Linked DNA regions of Pan troglodytes: region 2 is linked to region 1. Evidence: chromatin contacts called from public HiChIP or PLAC-seq data. All regions are on one chromosome and are shown on one strand. The core of a region is the stretch at or near the end of the contact, and the rest is flanking DNA. Distances in the headings are between cores, read along the strand shown.

The links. HiChIP or PLAC-seq counts read pairs in DNA pulled down with a chosen protein or histone mark.
Region 2: an H3K4me3 HiChIP or PLAC-seq map of stem cell-derived excitatory neurons shows a contact between it and region 1, with 7 times the contacts expected there. The contact joins the promoter of KCNC3 here to the promoter of LOC468965 in region 1. A contact is called at or near these places in 1 of 7 Hi-C or Micro-C datasets (stem cell-derived neural progenitor cells) and 1 of 1 datasets of contacts at active chromatin or transcription factors (stem cell-derived excitatory neurons).

The regions. Positions count from the first base shown.
Region 1 is chr20:53,036,644-53,043,967 of NHGRI_mPanTro3-v2.0_pri, reverse strand. It overlaps LOC468965 (zinc finger protein 345), which reads left to right and starts at 4,769. Exons shown (of 3, transcript XM_054672632.2): 1 at 4,769-4,892. IZUMO2 (IZUMO family member 2) reads left to right here. Exons shown (of 7, transcript XM_001173619.4): 7 at 363-466. The coding sequence ends at 405.
Region 2 is chr20:53,213,434-53,220,757 of NHGRI_mPanTro3-v2.0_pri, reverse strand. KCNC3 (potassium voltage-gated channel subfamily C member 3) reads left to right here and starts at 3,472. Exons shown (of 5, transcript XM_054672647.2): 1 at 3,472-4,358. The coding sequence starts at 3,480. LOC104003412 (a long non-coding RNA gene) reads right to left here and starts at 3,411. Exons shown (of 4, transcript XR_676012.4): 1 at 2,765-3,411. It overlaps LOC112206403 (a long non-coding RNA gene), which reads left to right. Exons shown (of 2, transcript XR_002940694.1): 2 at 1-282.

The sequences.
Region 1 (7,324 bases), core at 3,520-6,019:
TTGGGACTTGGATATATCTTTGGGGTGGGGGACACACTGTAACCCACTATACCTGCTTCCACTATACCCTGTCTCTACCTTATCTCTCTCCATTTCTGCCTGTGTCTCCTCTTGTCTTTTTGGACTCTTTCTGTTCCCACATTTGACCATCACCCTTGGTCCCAGCTCTTCTCTCCTCTCTCCTCACCAACTCCGATTGGCAGAGAACCCTGAAAATCTGCCCAGATGCCCATGACATCACTGGATGAGCCAAATCAGGCCAAAGACTGGAGGAAAGTTATGGGGAGGCAAGTTATGGGTCCCTTGATCTGGAAAAGCTTGAAATTCTCATTCTAATCTACAGGCTTTTTCTCTCTGACCAGGGCTTGTACATACAGACAAAACCGAAAACTCCTGCTGCAGTAGGACGGTGGTTTGGGGGTAAGGAGAAAGGAAAATAAATTTAATAAAATTGGTGACAAATCCATCAATGTCTCTGTCCGTTTCCTGGGGACCCTCCCCCTAGTTGGTGTCCAACTCTGTTTCTCTACCTGACTGGGTGCTCCTCAAAGGCTGGGACCAGATCCCACTCATCTGTAGACACCCATTATCCTAATTCAAGGTAGAAGTGACTTGGACCTTCAAAAAGGATGGACAGCATATTGTAAGGGTTTGAAGTGACAACCACTTATCCTCTGGGAAGGAAATGCATCCGAAAGGACATGACTCAGTGCAACCCTCGAGGATGGTTAAATAGAGGAAGAGCAGTGGTCAATGTGGAAGGTACAGGTTTTCTTCTCTATCTGAACTACAATTCTTCACCCTCTGTGCACCTGAATACTAGATTCGAATACATTTTCTTTCTTTTTCTTTTTCTTTTCTTTTTCTTTTTTTTTTTTTTGAGACAGAGTCCTGCTCTGCCACCCAGGTTGGAGTGCAGTGCCATGATCTCAGCTCACTGCTGCCTCCCGGTTTCAAGCGATTCTCCTGCCTCAGCCTCCTAAGTAGCTGGGATTACAGGCGTGCACCACCATGCCCAGCTAATTTTTTTTTTTTTTTTTTGAGACAGAGTCTTGCTCTTTTGCCCAGGCCGGACTTGCAGTGACACTATCTGGGCTCACTGCAAGCTCTGCCTCCCAGGTTCATGCCATTCTCCTGCCTCAGCCTCCCGAGTAGCTGGGACTACAGGTGCCCGCCACCGCGCCCAGCTAATTTTTTGTATTTTTAGTAGAGATGGGCTTTCACTGTATTAGCCAGGATGGTCTTGATCTCCTGACCTTGTGATGCGTCTGCCTTGGCCTCCCAAAGTGCTGGGATTACAGGCGTAAGCCACCGCGCCCGGCCTAATTTTTGTATTTTTAGTAGAGATGGGGTTTCACTATGTTGGCCAGGCTGGTTTCGAACTCCTGACCTCAAGTGATCCGCCAGCCTCAGCCTCTCAAAGTGCTGGGATTACAGGCATGAGCCACCGCGCCTGGCTGGGGTTTGTTTGTTTTAACGTCTTAATGCTGCAGGTCCAGACACTTCCTCAACTTCATGGAAATTTCCTGGGAGAAGTGCAGAATAAACAGATAATTAAGTCGTACATAAATTATAGTGTGATGAGACTGGAGCGAGAGAGACAGACAGTTACAAAGAATTACAACACAGCGGTTAGCACATAGCCCTATAAGATACTGGGATGTTCCTGTGGGAACCCAACAGAGCGAATTGCCAGCTCCGGCTCAGCTCGGTGGAAATCGGAGAACGTTTACTGCAGGAGAGGCTGTAAGAACTTGTTCTTGCAAGAAAAGTAGGTGTTTTCTGAAAGCAGTAGTGGGGAAAAGGTAGAAGGAAGAGCAAATAGCAAGTCACAGTTGGGGCCAGGTGCGGTGGCTCATGCCTGTAATCCCAGCACTTTGGGAGGCCGAGGCGGGCGGATCACGAGGTCAAGAGATCGAGACCATCCTGGCCAACACGGTGAAACCCCGTCTCTACTAAAAATACAAAAATTATCTGGGTGTGGTGGCACGCGCCTGTAGTCTCAGCTACTTGGGAGGCTGAGGCAGGAAAATCGCTTGAACCCGGGAGGCAGAGGTTGCAGTGAGTCGAGATCGTGCCACTGCACTCCAGCCTGGCAACAGAGTGAGACTCCGTCTCAAAAAATAAATAAATAAGTAAAAAATATAAGTCACCGGCGGGAACTATTAACACGTTTTTTATTTTTTATTTTTTGAGACGGAGTCTCACAGGCTGGAGTGCAATGGTGCTATCTTGGCTCACCACAACCTCTGCCTCCCGGGTCAAGTGATTCTCCTGCCTCAGCCTCCCGAGTAGCTGAGATTACAAGCCCCAGCCACCACGTCTGGCTAATTTTTTTGTATTTTTAGTAGACACAGGGTTTCACCATATTGGCCAGGCTGGTTTTGAACTCCTGACCTCAAGTGATCCACCTGCCTTGGCCTCCCAAAGTGCTGGGATTATAGGCATGAGCCACCGCGCCTGGCCTAACGCGTTTTTTAATAATAGCAAACACTTATATGGTGTTTTCTATCTGTCACATACTGTTCTAATGGCTTTACTCCTATCTACCTATTCAAATCTCATAACCTGATAAAGAGGGTACTAATTATTGCCCCATGTACTTATTATCACCCCATGTACAATGAGGAAACTGAGGCACGGAGAGGTTAATGACTTGCAAAGCTCTGATAATAACTTGTATTTAATATCAAATTTCAGCTTCCTCAAAACCTTTGAAGACAGTTGTATCAGCCAGGATAAGTAGTTATGCTTCAGTAACAAACACCCCCCCAACCTCCTTCATGGCTTGTAGCAATGAAGACTTACTCCTTGTTCACGTGTGTTCCATATAAGGACTTTATGCAAAATAACCCCCAAGTGTGGAAGGAGACAATAAACCAAAAAAGAGGGAGACAAACCCAGTTCATTGGTAAGGGGTGATTTATTTGGGGAACTTACAAAGGGAAGCATGGTCTTGGGTGGCAGCAAGACAGGTCTATCTCCACACAGTTACTCCCTAATCCTAAGGCTTATCTCACATAGGGAAGGGCAATACTTGCTTTAGCAAGACAATTAAGGGTTAAGACAATTAACCCTACAGAACAGGCAATGTTCTGTATGCTGTGTCATAGCCTATAATTTGTGTGATAACATCAAGGTTGACATGTTCTTACACTAGGGACAGTAAGTAAAGTAGAAATCAGAAGGAATTCCCAGGACTGGGATTAATCAGAAGTCAACATGGCGGATAACCATCCAAGATGGAGTCACCTTTGTCTCCAGTGTGACATGCCTATTATAGATTAGCTGAGGTTCTGCTCCATGCCACCCTGACTCTAGAGCCTCAGCTGACAGTACAACCTGTGCTTGGAGCATTTGGTTATCGGAACACAAGGAAAAAGGAGCAAACTCGGCAGCAGTAAAATGAAGTGGTTGCAAATATGGGCTGGACCTGGATTCAAGTCCTGCCTCTGTCCTCGACTAGCTCTGGGAGCTTGGGGGGATGACATAAATCCTCTATCTCAGTGTCCTTGTCTGTGAAATAGGGAGAGCAATGCCTTCTTCATAGGGTGGTGGTGTCAGCTCAGTCAACTAGTAAATCTCACAACGTGTTGTCAATAAGTAACACCTATTATTATTTCATTCTGGCAATGAGCCATCTAGCTTTTGCTCATGAGCACATATATGGTTTACACTTTTTTTTTTTTTTTTTTGAGACAGAGTCTTGCTCTCTTGCCCAGGCTGGCACCATCACAGCTCACTGCAGCCTTGCCCTCCTGGGCTCAACTGATCCTCCTGCCTTAGCCTCCCGAGTAGCTGGGTCTACAGGTGCTCACCACTATGCTTGGCTAACTTTTATATTTTCTGTAGAGATGGGGGTCTAGCTATGTTGCCCAGGCTGGTCTCAAACTTCTGAGTGCAAGTGATCCTCCCTCTTTAGCTTCCCTCTTTGAAATCCCAAAGTGCTGGGATTTCAGGTGTGAACCACTGCACCCAGCCTGGCAATTCTTTTAGTGTTTTACGATTAAGATTGATATGAGGTTTTGATTATATGGACATACATAAACACAATAAGAAGCCAGTAATTCTTTAACATTGTCGCTATTGTTGTTCAATATGAATATATGCTTAATTTATTAAGCTTATCTAGAAATGACTGGTTACAGAATTTTTTTGTAAGCTTTCTCAGCATCTAGGGTTACTGAATGTTATTAAAAGTCTTTTTAGTGTATCTATAGATATGCTTGCATATTGATATATTCAGAAAGGTCAAAAGATAAATTGCGTAATGTCCTAATATCAAACCATCCTTACACTCCTGAACACACATCTCCCAGCTCCCAGAACAGGCTCCATTGCCTGTATCACACTGCCCTTTAAGAAGTGGTGGGTGAAACTGAGGCAAACAGGAAGGCAGATGCCCAGGGAAATTGAGTAACAGTGGTTCAATTCATTCACCATCAGTTTACACAGGGCCAAATTTTATCTGTCCTGAAGACTTCAGCCATGGTATGAGAAATTTGGATTAAATGGACAATGGCATCGCCTCTGCCTAAAACAGGGATATTCGCGTGCCAGTACAGTCAGGCATGTCCCAAATACCAGTTTTCCTCCAAAAGCTGTTGTGTATGTATCTAAATACAGTCTTACTCCTGCCCCGCATCCTGCTCCCAGACTCCATTTCCCAGCATTCCCTCGCAGTCAGAGCCCTTAGGCCGGGAGGAGCAAGAGCCTCAATGGTTTCTGGGAAATGTAGTCCAGCTGCGATGCCGCGTTTAAGGTACCTGGACTTACAGTTCCGAGACAGGGACTGCGCAGGCGCGTTCCGGGACCCGGCGGAGGAAGGGAAGGCCTGGCTGTCCAGCGGAATCCGCCTGGACGCACGGACCTCGCGGACCCGACCGGAGCAGGTGGGTGCAGGCCGGGCCAGACAGGCTAGCAGAAGCTCCGGGGGCGGGCCCGAGTTGGGTCTGGGTGGGAGTGGGGAGTGCGCTGTGGGTGACGCCCCGCCCCCTCTTGTCATTCCCTGAGTCCCACCTAGTATCAGTGCGGCTCAGACGCCTCGGCGCGCAGGAATTGGGCGTCTGCTGTTTGCCAGGAGTCCGGCGGAGCGTGGGACTGCTGCGATCCCTAGGAAGGGGAACCTACCTTTCCTCACTTTGCAACTGAAGAAACTGAGAGTCGGGGAGACTCCGCGATTTCTCTCAGGCTGGTAGAGCTGCAACCCAGATTCTGACCCCAGAACCCGAAAGCAGCACTGCACAGGCACAGACTCGGTCTCGGCTCCCCTTATCCTGAGCATCTGTTCTTCCCTCTCTGGGTCTCCCAGCTCTCTCTGATCTTCCCCTCACCCTCGCCGCCCCAGGTCCTGTCCCCCTCTCGCTGGGTCTCTGTACCCCCTCTCTCTGCGTCTCTGTCCCCCTCTCTGTGGGTCTCTGTCGCCCTCTCTCGGTCTCTGCGCCCTCCCACTCCCCAGCCCTTCTAGCGAATCTCTGTGTTTTCCAAAGACAAGGTCATTTTCTTACATAACCATAGCACCACGATCACAATGAGGAAATTAATATTGATGTAATAGTAATAGCTAATCTATAGACTTTATTCAAATTTTTGATGATTCTTCCAATAATGTCTTTTTGTCCTTCTTTTTCTTTTTCTTTTTTTGGAGACAGAGTCTTGCTCTGTCACCCAGGCTGGAGTGCAGTGGCACAATCATAGCTCACTGCAGCCTCGACCTCCTGGGCTCAAGAGATCCTCCCACTTCAGTCTTCTGAGTAATCAGGATTACAAGCACACGCCACCATGCCCGGCTAATTTAAAAAATTTTTTTTTGTAGAAACGGGGTCTCACTGTGTTGCCCGGGCTGGTCTCAAACTCTTGGGCTCAAGCGATCCTCCCACCTCAGCCTCCCAAAGTGCTGGGATTACAGCTGGCTCCAATAATGTCCTTAATGACCAAAGGAAATCCTAGGTCACACATTGCTCGCTTTGTTGGGTCTCCTTCAGTCTGGAACCGGTTTTCAGTCTTCTTTTGGAAGTTCCGAAGATTACAGACCATGTACTTGCATGTCCCTCAGTTTGGGTTTGTCTGGTGCTTCTTCATAGTTAGATTTAGGTCACACGCTTTTGGCAGGGATGCCCTAGGAGTGATGCTGTCTCCTCATCGGACTGGGGACCCTGGGCTCGGCTTGTCCCACCACACACCACATCAGCCTCACTCACATGGGTAAGGTGGCATCTGCCAAGTTTCTCCTCTCTAGTTTCCCTGGTCTGGGCGCGGTGGCTCACACCTGTAATCCCAGCACTTTGGGAGGCCGAGGGGGGCGGATAACCCGAGGTCAGGAGTTCGAGACCAGCCTGGCCAACATGGTGAAACCCCATCTCTACTAAAAATACAAAAAAATTAGCCTGGTGTGGTGGCACACACCTGTAATCCCAGCTACTTGGGAGGCTGAGGCAGGAGAATCGCTTGAAGCTGGGAGGTGGAGGTTGCAGTGAGCTGAGATCGCGCCACTGCACTCTAGCCTAGGTGGCAGAGCGAGACTCCATCTCAAATAATAATAATAATAATAATAATAATAATAATACAAAAATTAGCTGGGCGTGGTGGCGGGCTCCTGTAACCCCAGCTACTCAGGAAGCTGAGGCCTGAGAATCACTTGAAACTCGGGAGGTGGAAGTTTCAGTGAACCAAGATCGCCTCACTGCACTCCAGCCTGGGCGACAGAGCGAGACTCTGTCTCAAAAATAAAATAAGGCCAGGTGTGGTGGCTCACGCCTGTAATCCCAGCACTTTGGGAGGCTGAGGCGGGTGGATCACCTGAGGTCAGGAGTTCGAGACCAGTCTGGCCAACATGGTGAAACCCCATCTCTACTAAAAATACAAAAAATTAGCCAGGTGTCGTGGTGGATACCTGTAATCCCAGCTACTCGGGAGGCTGAGGCAGGAGAATTGTGTGAACCCAGGAGGCGGAGGTTGCAGTGAGCTGAGATTGAGTCACTGCACTCCAGCCTGGGCAACAAGAGTGAAACCCTGTCTCCAAATTAATAAATTAATTATTTAAATAAGATAAAAAAGTTACCCTGTTCTTTTTGTAATTAACAAGTGATTCATGGGGATAAAGTTAAGACTGTCTTCCTCATTTTCTCATCAAAACCTCGTGCACTAGGCCGGGTGTGGTGGCTCACACCTGTAATCCCAGCAATTTGGGAGGCTGAAGCGGGTGAATCATGAGGTCAGGAGATTGAGACCATCCTGGCTAACATGGTGAAACCCTGTCTCTCCTAAAAAAAAAAAAAAAAAAATTAGCCAGGAGTGATGGCAGGTTCCTGTAGTCCCAGCTACT
Region 2 (7,324 bases), core at 2,223-4,722, 180 kb before region 1:
GTGGAGACTCCAGGCTCACAAAACCTCCCATAGACCCTGGTGGTGTCTGTGGAGGGCCATGAGGGAGTGCTGGCATCCAAGTTTCCCAGGGCCTGATGGAATGTGGACGGACCAGCCTGCTACTCCCGGCCCGCTGCCTCTTCCCCTCCCATGGCCTCTAATCCTGAGTCTAATCCTGAGTCGCATCGCACATTCCTCCTTATTCCAGCCCCTTTTCCCCACAGCCCCCACCTTCTCCCACACTTCTGACCTCTGCAAAAAAACGCTGATTTAGCCACTTGATACCGTGCCTGGCTGCTGTGAAAAGCAGAAGGGAAAAGCAGGGTTGAGGGGGGAGTGTGGAGGAGGATGGCTGACCGAGGTCCTTACCTAGCCCATAGTGCCTACCCAGCCCTTGCTCCTGCCTCCACCACCCCACCCCCAATTGCCCAGGAGCCTCATCCAGCCCCAGCCCAGTCCCTCACCTCAGGATTCGCTGCTTCTGCCTGGGGGTGCACCAGAATTCGGGGAAGGGGTAGGAAGTACCTATGTCTTTTCTGTGCCCTCTTGGATTCCATCAGAAGCTGAAGGACATGATGGATTGGGTGCAATGGAGAGCCCTGGGTCTGGGGAGTGAGGGCAACGACCTTCCTGGGCTGCAGGATAGGCCCCACTTCTGCAACTCTCTCTGCAGTGACGCAGTCCCAGCTAGGACGGGGGTTAGAGAGGGTGATGGGGGGTCTGAGAGAAAGGAACGGAGACCCAGAGAGAGGGGGACAGGGTCCCCAGGAAGTGGAGACAGAGACCTAGAAAGAGAGAGACCCAGAAGAAGGTGAAACATAGGAGGAATAGAGACCCAGGGAGGGGACATAGAGAAAGTGAAGAGGCAGAAACTTAGAGGGAGAGAGAGAAGAACAGAGAGCCAGCAAGAGAAAGAGCAGAGACAGAGGAGGGAAAGAGACGGAAGAGGGGGAAATACACCAGAGATGGGGAGAAGGGGAAGAAGGAGGGGGAAATACACCAGAGATGGGGAGAAGGGGAAGAAGGAGGGGGAAATACACCAGAGATGGGGAGAAGGGGAAGAAGAAGGGGGAGGGGAAAGAGGTTGTCAGAGAGCAAGGAGGAGACAGACTCAGATGAAAGGGCAGAGACCCAGAGAGGAGGCAGGACAGAGCGGGTTGCGGGGAGGGAGTAGAGGACAGGAACACAAGACCCAGGGAGTGGGGTACAGAGCCCCAGACAGAGAGGCACACCCCTGATAAAATGGTACAGAAACCAAGAGAAAGAGACTCGGGGGAGCTGGGGTGGGGGGGCGGGGACTGAGACACCAGGGAGGAGAGACTGAGGCCTAGAGAGAAGAGGAGCAAAGACTCAGAAGGAGGGGGACAGAATCAGAGACCCAGGAGGGCAGATTTACAAACGAGGGGTCGGAGACTCAGAGGGGTGGGAACAGAGACGGCGGCACAAATACTCAAGAAGGGAGAAAAAGAGACGCCAAGAAACCCAGAAACGGGAGCGGGGGTGGGATGGGGTAGGGAGGCGATACGAACCAGCCGCCGCACCTGCAGCAGGAAGCGGCGGGCCAGAAACTGTGCGGCCCGAGGGCGCCCGCAGCCCCCTGACCCGCCCCCTTCGCTCCCGCAGGCGCCGCCTCCTCCCTCCGCAGCCCCAGCCGCAGCCGCTGGCCCCGCCCCAGCCCCCTGAGCCTGCGCTCTGCCTCTCGGAGCCTACGACCGCCCAGGGGGCGGGGACGGCCCGCTCCGAGGCGGTCCCCTTTTTCTGGCCCCGCCCCTCACTCCATTCTTCCCCAGAACCCGACCTCTGAGACTCCTAGCCCACCCCATTTTTTATCGGTCCTGCCTATATTGCCTCAGTCTTGACGGTGCTTCCTGGCGCTTTGGCCTCTCCCCTCTCCCGTCCTCTCTGCCTCCTTGCGTGCCCCCTCCTCACCAGTCCTCATCTACCCTCGGTCCTCCAATCTGCAGTCCGCCGCGGTGTAGCGTTCGTTAGAAGTTCTCGCCTCGCCCTTTGAGACCCTGTGACCTTTAGGCAGTGCCCTCTCCCAGGTCTTCTGATCCCGAAGACTCCCCGTTCCAGGTCCCTCCCCTCCATCCAGCCCAGTAGCTTTGTACTCTTTGTAGTCTCATTGTTCCCCTGGGATCCACCTCTCCCGTTCCTCTACCCTCCCTTAGCCCTGCCCTGCCCTCGCCTACCCTGGTTGCTTTCAAGCCCCTCAAGCCCCGCTCCTCCCTTAGTCTCTCTTTCCTACCGCCCATTCAAGACGTTTTCTTTTTCTTTTATTTATTTATTTTTTGACACAGAGTCTCGCTCTGTCGCCCAGGCTGGAGTGGAGTGGTGCAATCTCGACTCATTGCAACCTCTACTTCCCAGGTTCAAGCGATTCTCCTGCCTCAACCTCCCGAGTAGCTGGGACTACAGGCACCCACAACCACGCCCAACTAATTTTTGTATTTTTAGTAGAGGCGGGGTTTCACCATTTTGGCCGGGCTGGTCTCGAACTCCGGACCTCAAATGATCCACCCACCTCAGCCTCGCAAAGTGCTGGCGTTACAGGCGTGAGCCACTGCGCCCTGCCTCAGGACGTTTTCTATTTGTCGACCCCACTCACCTTCCTCAGTACCACTCATCCATCCGGACACTCATTCTCCGGGCCCAGCCCCGACTAACCAGGCCCGCCTTGGAGCCTCAGCCCCGCTCCCTCCCTTAGGCCTATCCAGACCCTCTCGGGTTTCCAGGACTCTCTCAAGTTTCAACACCTTCTCACCGAGTCTAAGTCTTTGTTCTTCCCGTGTCCTCTTTCAGTCCAGCCTGTCCCCCTTGCGCGGAAAAGTCCTCCATCTCTAGTTCCCGCCCCAGTGCAGTCTCATCTGGACTGTTTCTACTTTCTGCAGCCCTGTCTCTTCCAAGCAATGCTGCTCCCCACCAGGTCCTGCCTAGCGGTGTTTTAGGTGAGGGCGTGCAATCTGTTTTGTTTCTCTCCGCCCCTTTCTCAGCCCAATCAGGACGGCCTCTCTCATGGTGGCCCCGCCCCTCCAGGCCAGTCGGGCGTCTTTAAATAGCTTGGATGTGTCCCCCTCCTCCCTCTACCCCGCCCGCACTTTTTTCAGTTCAGTAAGGTCTCTCTCTATCGTATCTAGCCCCGCCTTCCCCTGGCTACCAGTGCTGCCGAACACAATTAGTAGTAACCGGTCCCGCCTCCCTTGACGCCCCGCCCCGCCCCTCCTCCCTGCTCTCTTAGAAAGAGCCAATCGCTCCGTCTCATTGGCGGCCCCGACTCGTCCAGCTGGGTCGCGTTAGAGTGCCCGCCCCACTCCTCCCAGCCACAGCCCCGCCCCACCTCCCCCAGGCCAATCAGTTTGGTTCCTCTCCCCTAAGCCACGCCCCCGCTACCTCGCTCCTCCTCCCACCCAATCCCGTCGGTCTCTCCCCCTGTGCCCCCGCCCCTGCGTCCCCGCCCCTCCCGCCCCGCCCCCCGTCCAATGCTGAGCTCAGTCTGCGTCTCGTCCTTCCGCGGGCGCCAGGGGGCCAGCAAGCAGCAGCCGGCGCCACCGCCGCAGCCGCCCGAGTCCCCGCCGCCGCCACCGCTGCCGCCGCAGCAGCAGCAGCCTGCGCAGCCCGGCCCCGCCGCGTCCCCGGCGGGCCCCCCGGCACCCCGCGGGCCCGGGGGCCGGCGCGCCGAGCCATGCCCCGGGCTGCCGGCGGCGGCCATGGGGCGGCACGGCGGCGGCGGTGGCGACAGCGGCAAGATCGTGATCAACGTGGGCGGCGTGCGCCATGAGACGTACCGCTCGACGCTGCGCACCCTGCCGGGGACGCGGCTGGCTGGCCTGACGGAGCCCGAGGCGGCGGCACGCTTCGACTACGACCCGGGCGCCGACGAGTTCTTCTTTGACCGGCACCCGGGAGTCTTCGCGTACGTGCTCAACTACTACCGCACCGGCAAGCTGCACTGCCCGGCCGACGTGTGCGGGCCCCTGTTTGAGGAGGAGCTCGGCTTCTGGGGCATCGACGAGACCGACGTGGAGGCCTGCTGCTGGATGACCTACCGGCAGCATCGCGACGCTGAGGAGGCGCTCGACTCCTTCGAGGCGCCCGACCCCGCGGGCGCCGCCAACGCCGCCAACGCCGCCAACGCCGCAGGCGCCCACGACGGAGGCCTGGACGACGAGGCGGGCGCGGGCGGCGGCGGCCTGGACGGAGCGGGCGGCGAGCTCAAGCGCCTCTGCTTCCAGGACGCGGGCGGCGGCGCCGGGGGGCCGCCAGGGGGCGCGGGCGGCGCGGGCGGCACATGGTGGCGCCGCTGGCAGCCCCGCGTGTGGGCGCTCTTCGAGGACCCCTACTCGTCGCGGGCTGCCAGGGTGAGCGCGCTCTCGGGGCCCCCATCCACCCCACCCCCGCCTCTCCAGGCGCCCCCAGTCTCCCAGGAGCGCCCCAGCTCCACCCCTCTGGGTCCCTCTAGGCTTCTCAGTCTCCTAGAAGCCTCTTCCCCAATCCTGAGTCTCCTGGGCTCCTCCGAACACACCCCCCTCTCGCAGCCATCCCCCAGATCCTCCAAAGACGGATCTCCAACCTTCAGGCTCTTCCAGACCCCTCCAAAGTTCCCCCTCCCCCGCCAAGGCCACCCTAGACGCTTAGACACTTCCTCCAGACCGTGAATCTCCCGTGCTTCTCTGAACAACCCGGTCCCCACCTTTCCTGGGCTCCTCTGAGACCCTCCCCAACCCTCATGTCTCCTGGGCCCCTCCAAATCTCTTCTCACTACTCTTGGTCACCGTCCAGCCCTTGGTTTCTTGGACCTTCCCTAGCCCCTCAGAAGACATCCCTTCTCAGCCCTCAAATTCTCCTAGGCCCTGTGAGCCCTGACCCCCACTTTCCCTGCCTTCTCCAGACTCTCTGGGGCCCCCTATTCAACTCTCAGTTTCTCCCAGCACCTCCCCGATTCACCCCGTGGCCCGTCTCCCAGAAGACCTCTCTCTCCAAGTTTGAATCTCCTGATTATTTTTTCCACCCCCTTCCTGCAGTATCTTCTGCTCTCAAAGTCTCAGAAAACTCCCCCACTCCAACCTCACAGCCTTCTGGACCCCTCTGAACCTCCACTTGTTCTTGCCTGGACATTTTCACCTCCCCCTCACTGCAATACTGAGTCTTGGGGCATCTTCTCCGTTGGAACCTCCAGGCCCCCTCTGTGTTCACTCTGTGTTTAACACTCTTCAACCTCCACGCCAACTCCCATCTCAAGGACTTTCCCCATAAAGCTCCAGACTTCCCCCAAGCCTTTCACACTCCTCCTCAGTGTCTCCAGAAGCATCCCATGCCCCCATCATATGCCTTTCCTCTCCAGAACCCTCACATGTCCTCCAGAATTGTTCTTCCTCCTCCATAGATCCTCGCAGCTTCTCCTCTCCATCATTTTAACTGCACAGTGCACTCTCTATCCCTGGGACTCCCCCCATCCAAAGCCCCCACAGCCCTTTTTCTAGTCTAAGTGACTTTCCCTCCTGCTCTAGAACTTTTTCTAACCTCAAACCCTGGGAGGCCCCTCAAGTCATCAGCCCTAAAACTTTCATCTCAAAATAACTTACAATTCTTTCTACCTTGCCCTGGGATTCCTTCCACCTGCCCTCTTCCTTTCTGGAACCTCCACCCGCTCCCCGTGCAAAACCCAGAACCTAGCCCCTCAGTCTGTCCCCCTCCATCAAAGTGAACCAAAGAGCCTTCTCTCTCTCCAAATTCTAGATTTTCCCCCAAAGCTCTCTCCATCGCTCCCAGAAAACTTTCCTCAAGCATCCATAACTTCCTAGGCTAAATGACTACCCTCCCCCTGGGTTCTCTCCTGAACCATTTCCTCCTACTAACTTCCTCCCTGTCCCGGGGACCCCGGAGGGAGAATGTGGTGGAAAAGGGGGGCAGTGCAAAATGGGGGCAATTGGAAATGGGGGAAATAAGAGCGATCCCAAGACCCCCTCCTGGGCTCCTGGGGACCCAAACACAGAGGAGCAGGTCTTGGCCCCCTCCCCCCACCGTGCCGCGTCCTGAGCCGGGAAGGACGCGGAGCCGCAGTGCCGCATTCGCGCCGGGGGAGGGAGCGGGGGGACGCCTGGAGCCACCGCATAAAGTTTGGTCCCCAGAAAGCGCTGAGTTGGCGAGATTTGGGGTTGGATGGGGGGAGGTGGGGAAGAGGAGGTGCGGAAGGGACATGGCCCTGGATGCCCCCTCAAGACACTGAGCGGCTCCTTCCCCCATGGCCGGGGCGCCCTTCTCTCCTGTGACCCCATTGAAGGGTGCTGAGGTGAGGAGCGGGATGAAGTTAGAGTTCTTCTGTGATGGTCAGGCTAGGTGTTCGGGACAGCTACGGGAGATACTCATTTACTCCGCCAATGTGTTTTGGGTGTCCAAGGTGTGCCGAGCCCTTTCCAGCCTCCCAGTGAGATGGCTTGAGAGAGTTGGGAGCTGAGGCCAAAGCAAAGTGGAGGGTCCGACCCTACAGCCCCCTGCCCCCGCCCCCTTCCTCGTAATCACTCCTTTCCTTCTTACAGAGACTCCATGCCCTCCTACCCCTTCTGCTTTTGACACACTCTGGAGTAAGGGGTTAAACCAGCCCGACGCCGTCCAGCCTCTGCAGCTGCGCACTGCGGCGGGTGCCCACCTTTCCCTGTGCCCTGGGAGGGAAGGAGTTAATTAGACTCTTGGCCCTTGGCCTCCCGCCGGAAAGCAGCAACACTGCGGCTGCGCGTTGAATACTAGGCTCCGGCCCGGAAGGGGTTAAGACGGCCCCTAGCCGCCGCGGCTGCGCACTGCGGCGGGGGAGCTGTCCGCGGTACTGGCCGCCGTGCGCCCCGCCCCCCGGCCCGGCTGGCCCGCCCCCACTGCGGTGCCGCAGCTAGCGCCGCGCGCCCGGCTCGGAGGGGGCGGGGAACTAGGCATGCGCTCTGCGAAGGCCTCTGGCCTCTTAAACCACTGCAGAGAAACGAAGGTGGGGGTGGGGGGGAGTTCAGAGAGGACCTGCGCCGGCCCCCAGCCCACCCCAACGTCCAGGGTCCTCTCTGTGGCCCCGAAACTCTCCACCCACTACTTCCCAGCTCTGCACCTCAGTGAAGTCAAGCCCAGAGCCCAACCCCTGTGGAGGAAGGGGGGTGCACAGAGGGACAGTGCTGGCCCTTGGCCCACCCCAAAGTCCAAGGTCCTCTCTGTGGTCCAGCAGTGGCCTCCCCGTGCTCTGTGCCCCTGATTAATAGCAAAACTCCCCATGCCCTCCCTCCTCCACTACCCACAGGATTAAAACCCTCTCTTTACTATAACACCTGTCTTCCTTCCCTCTCCAATG